Regions from separate parts of the Pan troglodytes genome. Here region 2 is linked to region 1. The links are chromatin contacts, called in public Hi-C maps. All regions are on one chromosome and are shown on one strand. The core of a region is the stretch at or near the end of the contact, and the rest is flanking DNA. Distances in the headings are between cores, read along the strand shown. Region 1 overlaps ANK1 (ankyrin 1). Region 2 holds the start of AP3M2 (adaptor related protein complex 3 subunit mu 2).

Region 1 (6,517 bases), core at 1,156-3,655:
AGCATCCCAGGCCTGCATGACCAAGGTACAGCCTCCCGCCTCGTGGTCTAAGGAAGCAACAGGCTCACTCAGCCAGGCCTGGAGCTCGGAGGGGAATTCCTGCCTGGTTCTCTTTGTCACCTCAATGATGCTGCAAGCAGCTGGAAGGGTCGTCACACTCAGGGCTGGCCACCACCTGCAAGCCAATGTGTCTCCATCCTTCCCCAAAACAGGAAGTCCACCACAGCTTCTCACACACCCAGCCAGCCTTCATACATTTATCATGGCACAATTATTAGTTGAAACCTGCTTTGGCCAAGTCACAAACAGGTTCTGGGGATATGAGAAGGATTAAGACTCATACCCTGCCCTCAGCTAGCCAGCAATCAACTACCACTGTGAGGTGGTTGAGACCCTCTTGCCAGAGGAGTGTGGACTGTAAGTGCAGGGATGCCTGCCAAGTCCTGAGGTCTTCGGCCTCCCAGAGGGCTCAAAAATGGCTGTGCCTTTGCTTTCATTGGCCTCTCCATGCCAGCGGAGGTGCAGCCTCCTTTGCCGTGGGCCCTTTCTCCAGGGAGGACAGCCCTGGGGCCCCAAGGTCCTGACAGCCTGTTTCTCCTCAGAAAGGATTTACCCCTCTGCACGTGGCAGCCAAGTACGGGAAGGTGCGGGTGGCAGAGCTGCTGCTGGAGCGGGACGCACACCCGAATGCTGCCGGAAAAGTGAGTTTGAACCCCGCCCTCCCCTGCAGCTCTCAGGTTAGAGGCAAGGACAGAGGATGGACATCAGCACTTGCAGATTCCATCTTTTGCCTGTGTTGTCCATCTTTTTTTTCTTTGACACAGGGTCTCGCTCTGTTGCCCAGGCTGGAGTGCAGTGGTGCCATCACAACTCACTACAATTTTGACTCCTGGGCTCAAGCCATCCTCGAGTGTCAGTCTCCTGAGTAGCTGGGACTACAAGCAGTTGCCACCGTGCCCGGCTAACTTAAAAAAACAATTATAGAGACAGGGTCTCACTATGTTGCCCAGGCTGGTCTCGAACTCTGGGCTCAGGTGATCTTCCCTCTTCAGCCTCCCATAGCTCTGGGATTACAGGTGCGAGCCACCGCACCCGGCCTGTTTATATTTCCATGGGTAGCCATCGAGAGAGAATGGCCTTTGGAAAGACTGGCCTTTCTGTCAAAGGCCTTATCCTTTTGGAAAGACCCGATGGCCTTCTCCGGGCAAGTGTATTGATCTCACTGCCCACGTTCCCCCCTGTTCCCACAGGGCTCTGGGTCCTGCCGATGACATTCTGTCATGACTCCAAGTTAAGACTGGCCTGGGAAAGATTTTAAACAGGATTTTACTGTATAAAATAGGTGCTCCCATGCCTAAAGGGAGTCCTGGGAGAAAGTCCGTGGGAGTGACAGCTGGCCTCTTTTGTCTTTGTCCCCTGCAGAATGGCCTGACCCCCCTGCACGTGGCCGTCCATCACAACAACCTGGACATCGTCAAGCTGCTGCTTCCCCGGGGCGGCTCCCCGCACAGCCCTGCCTGGGTAAGGCCGGCCCCTCTCCCCAGCTGCCCCTGGAGAGCAGGTCACCTGCTACCTTCCAGTCCCTCAGGGAGGGGGGTTTCCACAGCAGCCCAAGGGTTTTGCGTTCTGTTGCTATTTTTACCTCAGAAATCACGCCTCACTTTCCCACATGTTACCTGCCCTGTAATCACGCTATTCAGGGCCCAGGAGTGGGATGGGAAGTGGGTAACAATTCCCAGCCAGGGGTTACCTCGCAGAGGCGGAACTTGTTTTATACAACAAATGTGTCCCCAAGCAGTTGCACGTCAGCTGGGTTTTGTAAACTGACTGTCAGAGGTCAGTGTGGATAAAAATCCCTGGGGAGTGGTGAGCCCGTTTCTAGCATTGCTAGATTCTGACTCCGTGGGACTGTGCAGTGCGGCCTGGAAGCCTCATTTTTAACCTACTCTCTGCATGGTTCCGAGGCTGGGGCCACAGCGACCGTACTTTGAGAAATCCTCAGGGCTGCTGGCGAGCTTGCTGGAACCTGGAAACAAGGGACCTCTTTAAAATGAGAATGATCACCTCCAAATTCATTTGTCTCTGAGATCAGACTTTTAGATAGTGGCATTTTTGTAGGGAGGCTCACCTGAATGTGAGACACATTGGCCCAGCCTCACACCAGCTTCGGAGGCGAGCTGCTCAGAGCAGCAGGTTCCGTGACCCTTGAGGGAATCAGAGGAGGGAGCAGATGGGTTGCTTCTGGAAGACCCCACGGGGTTGGGTAGTACAAGGATAAAGCTGGAAGGACCATTTTTGGGAACAGTCTGCCCGCTCTGGGAAGGCGAGGCTGTGTAGGGATAGGCACCTCGGGACTGGTGGCCAGCGGGGAGAAGGGGAGAGGAGAGGGAGCGGGGCCAGGAAGACAAAAGCCACACGCAGTACCTGCACTCTATGGGGCAGCCAGGCGCATGGGAAACAGGATAATTTATGGGAGATCCGTCATGTGGCAGGCATCCAAGTGCCGCAGAGAAGGAGCCTCGGGGTGGGACCCCATGTGACTCCAGCCAACACCTGCTGGCTTAGGGCCTCCGCAGCCCAGGCAGGGAGCGTCAGTGCCAGTGCAGGGCTTCGGCGCATTCTCCCTCCCTGGACAGACACGTGTCCCCATCTTGCAGCATTGCTCTTCTACAGACGCCGGCTCCCGACAGCTGTCTCCTCCTGTCCCTGCTGCAGTGAGTCCCACGTCGCTGTGCAGAGGGAGCACACGGCCCTGCTGCGATGTCGACTTACTCCTGCCTCTAAAAATAAAAACCTGGACTCCCCTCCTCCTCACTCCCCTACTTATATAAAAGGAACGGGAGCCAGGTTCATTATATTTAAAGATAACTAAATCCAAGCACAAACCCTGTACAGATGGGCTTTGTTTCCATGGCAAAAAATAGTTTCCAAAGTAGTCTGGCAATTTTGTAGAATTTCACATGCAAATCTCTCTGCACCCAAACCAAACCCTCCCCTTTCTAATTTTGATGCTAATGTTGTTTGAACATTTGGGCAGAGCTCCCTCCGTGTGCATTCCTTAGGATGAGCTCATTTCCTTGGGAAAGAAGAGCCTTTTGCGGGCACACATTCCTCCCTCCCCTCTCCGTGACTTTCCAGCCTAGTTGTCCTTGTCCTTGTCACCTGCAGAAGTTCATTTGTTCATTTTAGTTCTGGTTTAGGGGAAGCTCAGAGGGGCAGTCCGTGTCCTGAGAGTCACAGTGGCACTTGTATCTCAATTTTAACCAGAGGTTTACCTGGTAGCCTGAGCCATGTCCAGGGCAGGCCTACCCTTGGGCAGGACAGGGGGCTGGCCTTGCCAGTGTGGACATCGCTGCTTCCCAGGTGGCCTGGGATTCCTGAGGATACATCCATGAACACACTGCAGATTGCTCAAGTGATGGTCCCTTGTACATTAAAAGATGGCCTAATAGGGCCGGGCACGGTGGCTCAAGCCTGTAATCCCAGCACTTTGGGAGGCCGAGACAGGCAGATTGCTTGAGGTCAGGAGTTCAAGACCATCCTGGCCAACATGGTGAAACCCCGTCTCTACTAAAAATACAAAAATTAGCTGGGCATGGCAGCGTGCACCTGTAATCCCAGCTACTTGGGAGGCTGAGGCAGGAGAATCGCTTGAACCCGGGAGGCAGAGATTGCGGTGAGCCAAGGTCTCACCACTGCACTCCAGCCTGGGCAAGAGAGCGAGAGAGACTCTGTCTAAAAAAAAAAAAGATGGCCTAATAATCATTGCTTTCATGTAGTTATTAATGGAAAAACCAAACTCCATAAAGTATTTTGGAGGTTTATTCTGAGCCAATGTGATAACCATGGCCCTGGGCAACACAGTATCAAGAGGTCCTGAGAAAGTGTGTCTGAGGCGGCTTACAGTTTGGTTTTTTATATTTAGAGAGGCAGGAGTTACAGGCAAAGACATAAATCAATACATGGAAGGTATATATTGACAAAAATACCTAGAAAGTCCCAGAGGTTATAGGCAGATTCCGAGATTCTTTAATTTGCAATTGGTTAAAGGAGTAAAGCTTTATCTAAAAGTTTGGAATCAGCAGAAAAGCATTAAGTTGAGAGAAGGGTCTGTTCACCAGGGTCCTGGGCCGAGTGACCTCCAGGGGACATGTGACTCAGCCCTTGCCTACTCTGGCCTTGGGTCCTGTTGATAATTTGGTGTCTTGTCACAAAGAGTCCCTTTGGTTAGTCTTATGATCTCTTTTAACATGAATGCCGGTCAGTTGCGCCTAAACTCCGAAAGGAAGTGGGTATAGCAAGGCGTGTCCAACCTCCCTTCCTTCGTGGCTGGGAATTCAATTTTTAAGGTTTTTCTGGGATCTCTTTGGCCTAGATGGGATCTGTTTGGGGCTTAGGGTTTTATTTTTCATTTACATAGTGAAAATCTTCTCTGGGCCAGCGCTGACTGGTGCTCCGTGTCTAATCGTGGGGAGGCTTAGCTCTGTTTTGAGCCGACCCTGCATCTCAGGCTGGATCTGCGGCATTGCACCCCATTCCTTTGCTCTCTTTTAATACAGTGCAAAAATCATGTTGTTTAATTAAACTTATTATAATCCAAATGCCGATCTTGTTACATGAACACAACCTACAAAGAACAATTTAATGTTTTCTCATAACATAATCAAATTAAAAAGGAAGAATACTAGAAAGGATTATCTCATGTCATTCTTCAAAGAAAATGATTTTTCAATTTAATTCAATTCCTTGGGTAAGTCACAACTTTTCGTTTCACCACAAAAGCCACCTATGGGCCCACCTTGCTGAGCTTTCCCTGTACCCAGGGCTTTGACTGCCTTGGCCAGCCCCTTTCTTTCCCTTTCCTCTTCCTGACCAGTGATCCTGGCAGAATCAGAAATGTTGGTTTCCACAGTAAGAGAGTGGCTGGCAGGGAGAACTCAGTCCTCAGCCAGAGGAATGCTGGCCGAGGTGGGGAAATCTCGTGCCCTGAGACAGATCCCACGTTGGGCAGCCATCTGCTATGGGCCTGGGTGGGCGCATGTCCAGGACGTCCTCCAGCCTGGCATTGCCCTTAACCCTGAGTGCCCTAGGGCCTTGCTACTGAAAGTGTGATCCCTGGACTAGCATTGTCAGCATCATCTGGGGGCTTGCTAGAAATGCACAATCTCGGGCCCTCCCTAGCGCCTCTGAATCAGACACTGCATTTTAACAAGGTCCCAAGGGATTTGTGTACACATCAGAGTTTGAGAACCACTGTTCTAGCTGGAATTACCTGGGCTGTGCAATCAGAAGTTCAAGGTTGGGTTATCTGTTGTTCTGCTTACTATGTGACATTAGATAAGGTGCTTAACCTTACAGAGAATTGGCCTCTTTCTCCACACAATAGGATAATAAAAATGCCTGCCCTAGTGACCTTATGTGGTTTTAATGAAGCGCAAAAAAATGCAGGTGAAAGTGGTTTTCGGCAGTGATGAGCAAAGGTGCCCACCTGGGAACTGTCTCTTGCCTGCAGGGAGATAAGGAGTGTGCTCCAGAATGTAAACCCATGCGCTGCTTCCTTCACTGAGACAGTCTTGCTATCAATAATAATAATAAAAACAAAAATTGGCTGAATAAACAGTGCACAGTGACATCATTGATTTACTTTTGAGGCAAGCTTCTTCATCTCATTGTGCAATTATAATGTCTTGCAAACCAGTGCACTGCAAAACCATGACACACAGGTGCATTACTTTTTAAAATTTTTATGTGTAGAGACAGGGTCTTACTCTGCTCCAGGCCATAGTGCAGTGGTACGATCAGAGCTCACTGCAGCCTCCAACTCCTTAGCTCAAGCCATCTTCCCACCTCAGCTTCCTGAGTAGCTACAGCATGCACCACCATGCCCAGTTAATTTTTCACTTTTTTTGTAGAGATAGGGTCTAGCTATGTTGCCCAGGCTGGTCTCAAACTCCTGGCCTCAAGTGATCCTCACACCTCAGCCTCCCAAAGTGTTGGGAATACAGGCATGAACACTGTGCCCTGCCAACTTTTTATATCTTAATTTTGGAACATACCTTCACGTATAGTATCACGTTTGATCCACCTAACAACTTCGAGAAATGAACAAGATAGATGCTATTATCCACTTTTCATGACTTAAAAGATACAGAAGGAAGTCTAGGTCATGGAACATCTTGCCCTGGGTCACACAGGTAGTTAACAGTGGAGTGAGGACTGTCCCACATCCTCAAGTCCCTTGCCAGGTGCATGTCCCTTAAACCACCCTGCCTAATGCCGGCAAGGCCCAGAGGGCAGCACTTGGCCCAGTTGCACTGGGAAAGAAAAGGGGCTGATGTTTCTTTTTCTTTATGAAATATTTGGGGTTTTTGGCTCTTATTGCAGGAAGCAAGAAATGAGAATCTTTCATTTCCTTACCCAGCCTTCCTGTTATTCTCTTCCTGTCCAGCAGTTTGTCAAAGCATAACAGAAAACAGATGGTGAAAAAAGATGGACATATAGAGGCTATGCAAGCCTG
Region 2 (6,517 bases), core at 2,988-5,487, 440 kb before region 1:
GGGTCACCTAAGAGTCAGGAATGTATTCCTAAAACAAAAAAGATTTCCTCTTTAAGAGGAAAATTCTCATTTTGAATGATAATTTAAAAGAAGAAAAAGTCACACATTACCTTCCCAAAAGTGATTTATTTTTAAAAAATAAAACACTTCACTAGGTTTTATAAACCAGGCATCATGTGAACTAAGCAGCTGGAAAGGAGCCTCGCAATACAGCCAAGTGCTGCAGCCGGCCTGTGAGCCTGCAATTCTATTGCGGGGCCGCTCCTGTCACATTCTGGTCCTGGAAAAATCATGCTGCCGGAGAGGATGCACATCGGAGACCTGAGAATCAGGATGTCCACTGACTTTTAACAACTGCTTCAAGAATAACAAGCTCTGAAGTCTCAGACTTCCAAATTAGCAAATTTACTCTGCTTTCCCAAATTCCCCCGTGGTTTCAACTAGATCAAACAACTCTTCTCACTTCCTGTCTTGTAATAAGTTACATTAGTATGGCCATATAGCAGCTGTCAGTTTCACCAGTGCGACTGTTAATCTCAGAATGAGTAAAGTATCACATGTGGAAATCATAACAAGGCCCAGTTAAAAGTTGTTTAGGATCACAACTCCTGGGTTCTTCTAGTTCTTCCACATACTGGGACTTATCATACTTACGTTTTCACTGTGCAAAGGGGCCGGTATGTTGCATGAGAACTGAAATTCCAGAACAGTAGTACTACAGAGTATTGCAGGGAAAAACAAAAAATGTATTTTAATTCTCTTGGGAAGGGAAGTTGTTCTAGACGTGGTGCAGATATGAGTACAAGAGAAGGAACTCTTTGACTTGCTTTTTAACTTTTATCATAGTGTGTGGGTCCTCATTCTCTTCTCCAATTCCACAATTCCAGTGTTCATATGACTCATTCCAGACCTCATATGACACAGAAGTTAAACCAAAAGGCCCTCGCTTCTCATTTGAGTTATGCAAATAACCACAACAGTTAGAAGTTGATTGGTTCTTTTGGGAGAAAGTTCCTCTGTGTGAATCCAGGGCCGGTGCTGTCTGAACTCCTGTGCTGCAAGTGGTGTCGTGTCCTGGTATCACTGACCTCCCTTGGACATCACCCCCTAAGTTCTTAACATCTATTCCTGAAGAAAAAGCTTAAAATGAAAACTGCCTCATAAAATGGCTCACTTAAATTCTTACAGGCACATGAGATTTCCCAATCTCATCTTTGCAAGCAGAGCTCATCAGTACCACTCTCTCACTATAAAGAACCACCTCGAACCTGAGAACTAGTACAGGTTCATGAATTACCCCTGACTGGGAGAGTTAAATTAAGCATTCCTTAGCTTTTTCTACTTTTTCTTTTCTAAAACTTTATACAATCACTTTCTGATGCAACTCAAAGCAATGCAGATAACAATGGTTAGGATCAAGACCACCAGGCAAAAACAATCTAAACTCTAATTTGTGAGCAAAAAGTAGAATCAGAGCTAGAAAGACTATACATAGTCATCGCAAATAGGATGACTTTCCCACGCAAGAGGTTCAAAAGTATTCCATTTGTCATTTTGTATGCAGCCAATTCAATAAATAGAAACCAGAATCTTATCAGATGGGAGAGGAAGTGAGTAATACCAGAGTTTTGATTTTTTTTTTTTGTTTCTTAATGGAGGCTTTACACAATGGAAACAGGACTACAAAGACACTTTACGGTTTACATATATGAACTTTCCCACATTCACAAACCTGAAATGTGTCCACCACTCGGTGAAGAAACTCAATGACAAACAGAGGGGGGACCTCCGTCTGGATCACGGCCACAAAAAAGATCTTGTGGCGGTAAACACTTAAGAGATAGTGGTGAGGGGTAGGGATAACCGGAGGCACATTTTCTGCCTCAGTAGCTCTCTCTTGCGCCTCAAAAAAGTAATCACAAACAGAACGGCTGACCACACTTTTCCAATGTTTCTCCAGGAAAATGTCTCCAGAGGAGTTGATCAAGAAAAGACTATGGATCATGGTGACGATTGTCAGTGACAGAAGAAAGCCTTTTTCAGTCTGAAAGCCTCAGGACTCTGTAAATTTTCAACTCTAAAAACAAAAGCAGCGATATTCAGTTCCATTCAACGAAAAGGCCCTCCCCATCTTTTCCCAACAGTCCAAGACTTACCCATCTTTCAAGACCAGGCCCAATCTTCCCCTCCTGCATGAGCCTGAAGATAGCCCTCCCTTGAATTCGAAAGGATAATGATCAGTCATTTGACTGTCAATCATATACTCCCAGTTATCTTTACTATCGCCCAAATTGCATCCATTTAAAATGCTACTTATCTGTGGGTGTCTATTTTCTCAACCGAACTGCAAACTCCTTGAAGAAAAGGGCCGTGCCTCATGTTTTGCGTTGCCTGACTGCAACACAATCAGTGTTCTTTGAAGAGGGCTTCGAAGAACACTGAATTTGATGTCATGTTTTGGCAACAGCTCACACATACACAAGAAATGTGCAGCTTAATACGATAGCCACTATGGGACCAGCGAGCACTTGAAAGGTGGCTGGTGCGAACTGAGGTGTGCTGTTAAGTGTAAGACACACGACAAATCTGAAAGGCTTTGCATGAAAAAAAAAATTTCAAATATCTTACCAATAATTTAATATTGATTATATGTTGTAATAACATTTTGGATATCCTGGGTTAAATCAAATATATTAAAATTAATTTAACCTGTTTTATTATTTTAAAGTGGTTACCAGAACATGTACAATTATATATGTGGTTTGCTTTCTATTTCTGCCCACCAGAATTGGTGGGAGGAATGGAAAGCTGCCCTTGGGGGTCTTTATTCATCCAATCAGAGCTATTCTCTGAGCACTCCTTAGGCACTTGCTAATGCAGTAAGACATTTAAAAAGATCCCTTGGGGCTCCCGCCTGTGATCCCAGTACTTAGGGAGGCCTCCGCGGGCAGACCGCTGGAGCTCACGAGTTCGAGACCAGCCCGGGCAACAGAGCGAGAACCCCGCCCCCCTCCACCACCTCCAAAAAAAAAAAAAAAAAAATTTCCCTGGGGGACAGACACCCCAAGGCCCTCAGACGGTTGCATCTCTCTGGTGCCAGTCGCCAGGATGTGGCCATTCCGCGAAACGGCGCGGGTGGTCAAAACGCAGAGGCCTGCGGTGCCCAGAGCCGCCCGGACGAGACAGCAGGAGGGAGAGACAGCCAGGCAGCCCGGGGTGCGAGGGAGAGGCAGCGGCCTAGGCGGGCGGTCCCTGCGCAGGCCCCGGCCCAGAGCCGGCGGCGACGGAGGCCGCGGGGCGCAGGCGGGCAGTGGCCTGGCTGAAGGGGCACGCGCGTTCCGGGGTGAAGAGCGCAGGGGCGCCGGGCCGCGCACGTGCGCTGCCATGGCAACAGTGTCCCCTCCGCCCGCAGCCGCGGCGCCGGGAAGGACCCCCTCCCCGAACCCTGAACCCGGCCCCTCACCTCTCCCCGCCGCGTCCGCAGCCTTGAGAGGCCGCCCGGCTGCATCCTGAGACCCCGCCCCGACCCTCGCGCGCCCCCGCTCCTGCCCCGGCTCCAGGCTCGGGGTCGTCCCTACTCCTCACCTGGCCTCGCTGCTCGCAGCGCCCACTGCTCCTAGGCGCGGACAGGCCCCGCCCCGCCCACCGCGCGCGCTGAGGCAGCCGCTCGCCCGCTGATTGGCCGGCCCGCGGGTCGGCTACCGCTCCGCCCACGATCTGCGCCTGAAGGCCGCTGATTGGGCATCTGGGAGCCGCTCCTCCCCTCTGGTTGATCGCTGTTGGCGGCTTGCCCTGTTGTCGGGCTCGAGTCCCCCTTTGGCCCTGTTGAGGCCACGGTCATCTCCGATTGGTGCAGCTCCGAGACCCCGAGTCCTGATTGGAGGTCGAAGACAGTGCGTGCTGCTCGGCCCCACTCATCCAGTCACAAAGGGCTGGGGCGGCCGCCGCGCTCGCGTGTTTGCGGAGTGCGCCTGGAGGGGGCGCTGGAGTATGTGTGTGCCGGGGCGGGGTGGCTTCCGGGCACGAGTTGCTGACAGCGCCTCGCGGTTGATAAATCCTGAGGGCGGCGGCTACCCTCCACCCCATCGGTGCCTTTGGGAAGCGCCGCCTTCTCTGTTGTACCCGGCCGTGGGTCAGGTCGGCGCGGCTGGCGGTGGAGCCTCGGACACCGAGCCCTGGACCCCGACTCTGGAAGCCCCCAGCCCCACTGGGCCGCGGCAGGGCGCCCACGCTCCACAATCTCAGTTCCCAGCCGGGGAGTGAGGGGCTGGGCGGGTCTCTCCACCGCTTTGGAGACCTCAGGACTTGGATACGCTTTTGAGTGGTCCCAGTCGTCCTGATCCACGAAGGCGTGGAGTGGAAGTCAGGACCAGGGGTCGCCCCAGTGACGCAGGAAGTCAGGCCCAGATGCGGTGAGGCGTCGCCAGCCTTGGACCCAGCAGTGGGCGCTGGTGACAGTGGCGACCTCGCCGATGAGGGGTTCGCCCTCCCTAGCATTAGTTTTCACTTTGGTGAAATGGAGCGTGGGTGGCAGCTCCTCCACACACAAGCCCTTTGCTGAGGTGGTGCGGGGGGTTCTCTCCACGCTTGCTAAGGGCAGGTAGTTGGCTGACTTTGAACTAAGGAGAAAAGCCAGAAACAAAATGGCAGAATGGTATGACTCTGGGTGGGCTTAGGGACGCTGGTGCCAGAGGACTTGGCTTGAACCCGCTCCAACACTTACAACCTGAGTGACCGTGAGAAAGAACTGTAACTCCTCTAAACTTCAAGTTCCTCACTTCTCAAATAAGAACGTGAATAGTACCTCCCTCCTAGAGTTGTGAGGATTGAGTTAGAAAATGCTAGCAATTGTTATGCCCTAAGGAACAGCACAAGATACAATAACACGTGATAATGTGTGTCGAAGGTGCAGAAATGCAGTCGCTGCCGTGAGAATTTCTCATTCATTCACTGAATTAACATTTGCCGAAAACCCCCACGTATCGACCTGTGCTGGATGCTGGAGATGCTGCAATGACTGCTGTCACAGGCATTGTCCCTGTGGTTACAGGGCCCAGCAGGGAAGACAAATGAGAAGCAAGGGATTGCAATGTAGTGTGATGAATAAGGAACGCATAGGGGGTGGGAGGAGTGCTGTAGAGATGGCTGACCTAGAGTCAGGGAAGACCCTCTACCTTGAAACCTGAAAATGAGAATGGATCCCTCAAATGCAGGGATAGATGGACAGAGAAAAAAGTACATAAGGAAGGCTCTGCAGATGAGCAAGTTAAGTATAGCTGAGCTGGAATGGTAGGAAGAGCACAGGGAGATCAGGCTGGAAAGGTAAGTAGGAGCCTAGTGGTTGTGAACCTTGGAAATGTTAATATTTATAAAACACTGTGTGCCATACACTGTGTTTTATAATTTGTAAGTACCATTCCATAAATATTTAGTGAGCCCTACCATGCGCCAGGCACTGTTCCAGTGCTTGGATACATAACACCAGTAAACAAAAGACAAAAATCTCTTGGAGCTGGGCGCGGTGGCTTACGCCTGTAATCCCAACACTTTGGGAGGCTGAGGTGGGCGGATCGCTTGACGTCAGGAGTTCAAGACCAGCCTGGCCAACATGATGAACCCCTGTCTCTACTAAAATTAAAAAATTAGCCAGGCGTGATGGCACGTGCCTGTGGTCCCAGCTACTCAGGAGGCTGAGACGGGAGAATCGCTTAAACCCAGGAGGCAGAGGTTGCAGTGAGCTAAGATCGCACCACTGCACTCCAACCTGGGCGACAGAGTGAGACTCTGTCTCAAAAAAAAAAAATCCCTGTCCTAGTGAAGCTTATATTCTAGTGGGGAAAAGACAGATAATAATCAATATACATAAGTAAAGTATATAGTAGGTTATAAGATGGCATGTGCAAAAAAAAAAAACTACCAGGAGTGTTATGGGATTGGAGGGCAAATTACAGTTTTTAGTGAGAACAAGCCTCATTGAGAAGAGACATTAGTGCAAAGACTTGAAGAAGGCAGAAGAGTTAACTATAGGGAGATCTTGGGGGAGAGCATTCCAGCAAAGGGAACAGGCACTGCAAAGCCTGTAAGGCCAGAATGCTCCTGGGGAGTTTCTGGAGCAGGAAGGGTGACAGTGTGGCTGGAGTGAAATGAGCTCAGGGTAAAGGAGGAGACAAGGTTACAGGGTGGGCGGCCTGATCACACAGGGGCTGGAAAGCTCTTTTAAAGATTATGGTTGTGAAAGAGAGAGCCCATGGAGGGTTTGGACAAAGGGGTGATAGGATCTGATTTATCAGTCATCTGGGTTGAGAAGACTGTGCAAGAAGACTAGTGAGACCGCTGCAGTGACCCAGGCGAGAGGTGATGGAGCTCAGACCAGGCTGTAGCCATGGAGGTGGTGAGGGGGAGGTGGACTGTGCGTGTAGTCTCCAGGAGGAGCCAGCTGGATTTCCAGATGGATGGGATGCAGGGAGTGAGAACAACAGAGAAGGGAGGGCCACTGAGCTTCAGCATGGAGAAGGAT

The links. Hi-C and Micro-C count contacts between places; a contact is called where the count stands out from the background.
Region 2: a Hi-C map of induced pluripotent stem cells shows a contact between it and region 1, with 1.6 times the contacts expected there. The contact joins the promoter of AP3M2 here to the enhancer-like site in region 1. A contact is called at or near these places in 2 of 7 Hi-C or Micro-C datasets (induced pluripotent stem cells and stem cell-derived neural progenitor cells) and 1 of 1 datasets of contacts at active chromatin or transcription factors (stem cell-derived excitatory neurons).

What each region holds. Positions count from the first base shown.
Region 1 is chr7:50,010,554-50,017,070 of NHGRI_mPanTro3-v2.0_pri, reverse strand. It overlaps ANK1 (ankyrin 1), which reads left to right. Exons shown (of 44, transcript XM_016959397.4): 14 at 1-25; 15 at 603-701; 16 at 1,423-1,521. Among named protein-coding and RNA genes, the nearest start is that of MIR486, 51 kb to the right of the region's middle. Within about 2 kb of position 2,405, at least 10 of the 24 cell types and tissues checked have an H3K27ac peak or open chromatin away from gene starts, as enhancers often do. A contact at or near this core is called in induced pluripotent stem cells, stem cell-derived excitatory neurons and stem cell-derived neural progenitor cells, where this site is marked.
Region 2 is chr7:50,451,635-50,458,151 of NHGRI_mPanTro3-v2.0_pri, reverse strand. AP3M2 (adaptor related protein complex 3 subunit mu 2) reads right to left here and starts at 4,237. Exons shown (of 9, transcript XM_001141415.7): 1 at 3,586-4,237; 2 at 1,733-2,077. The coding sequence starts at 2,005.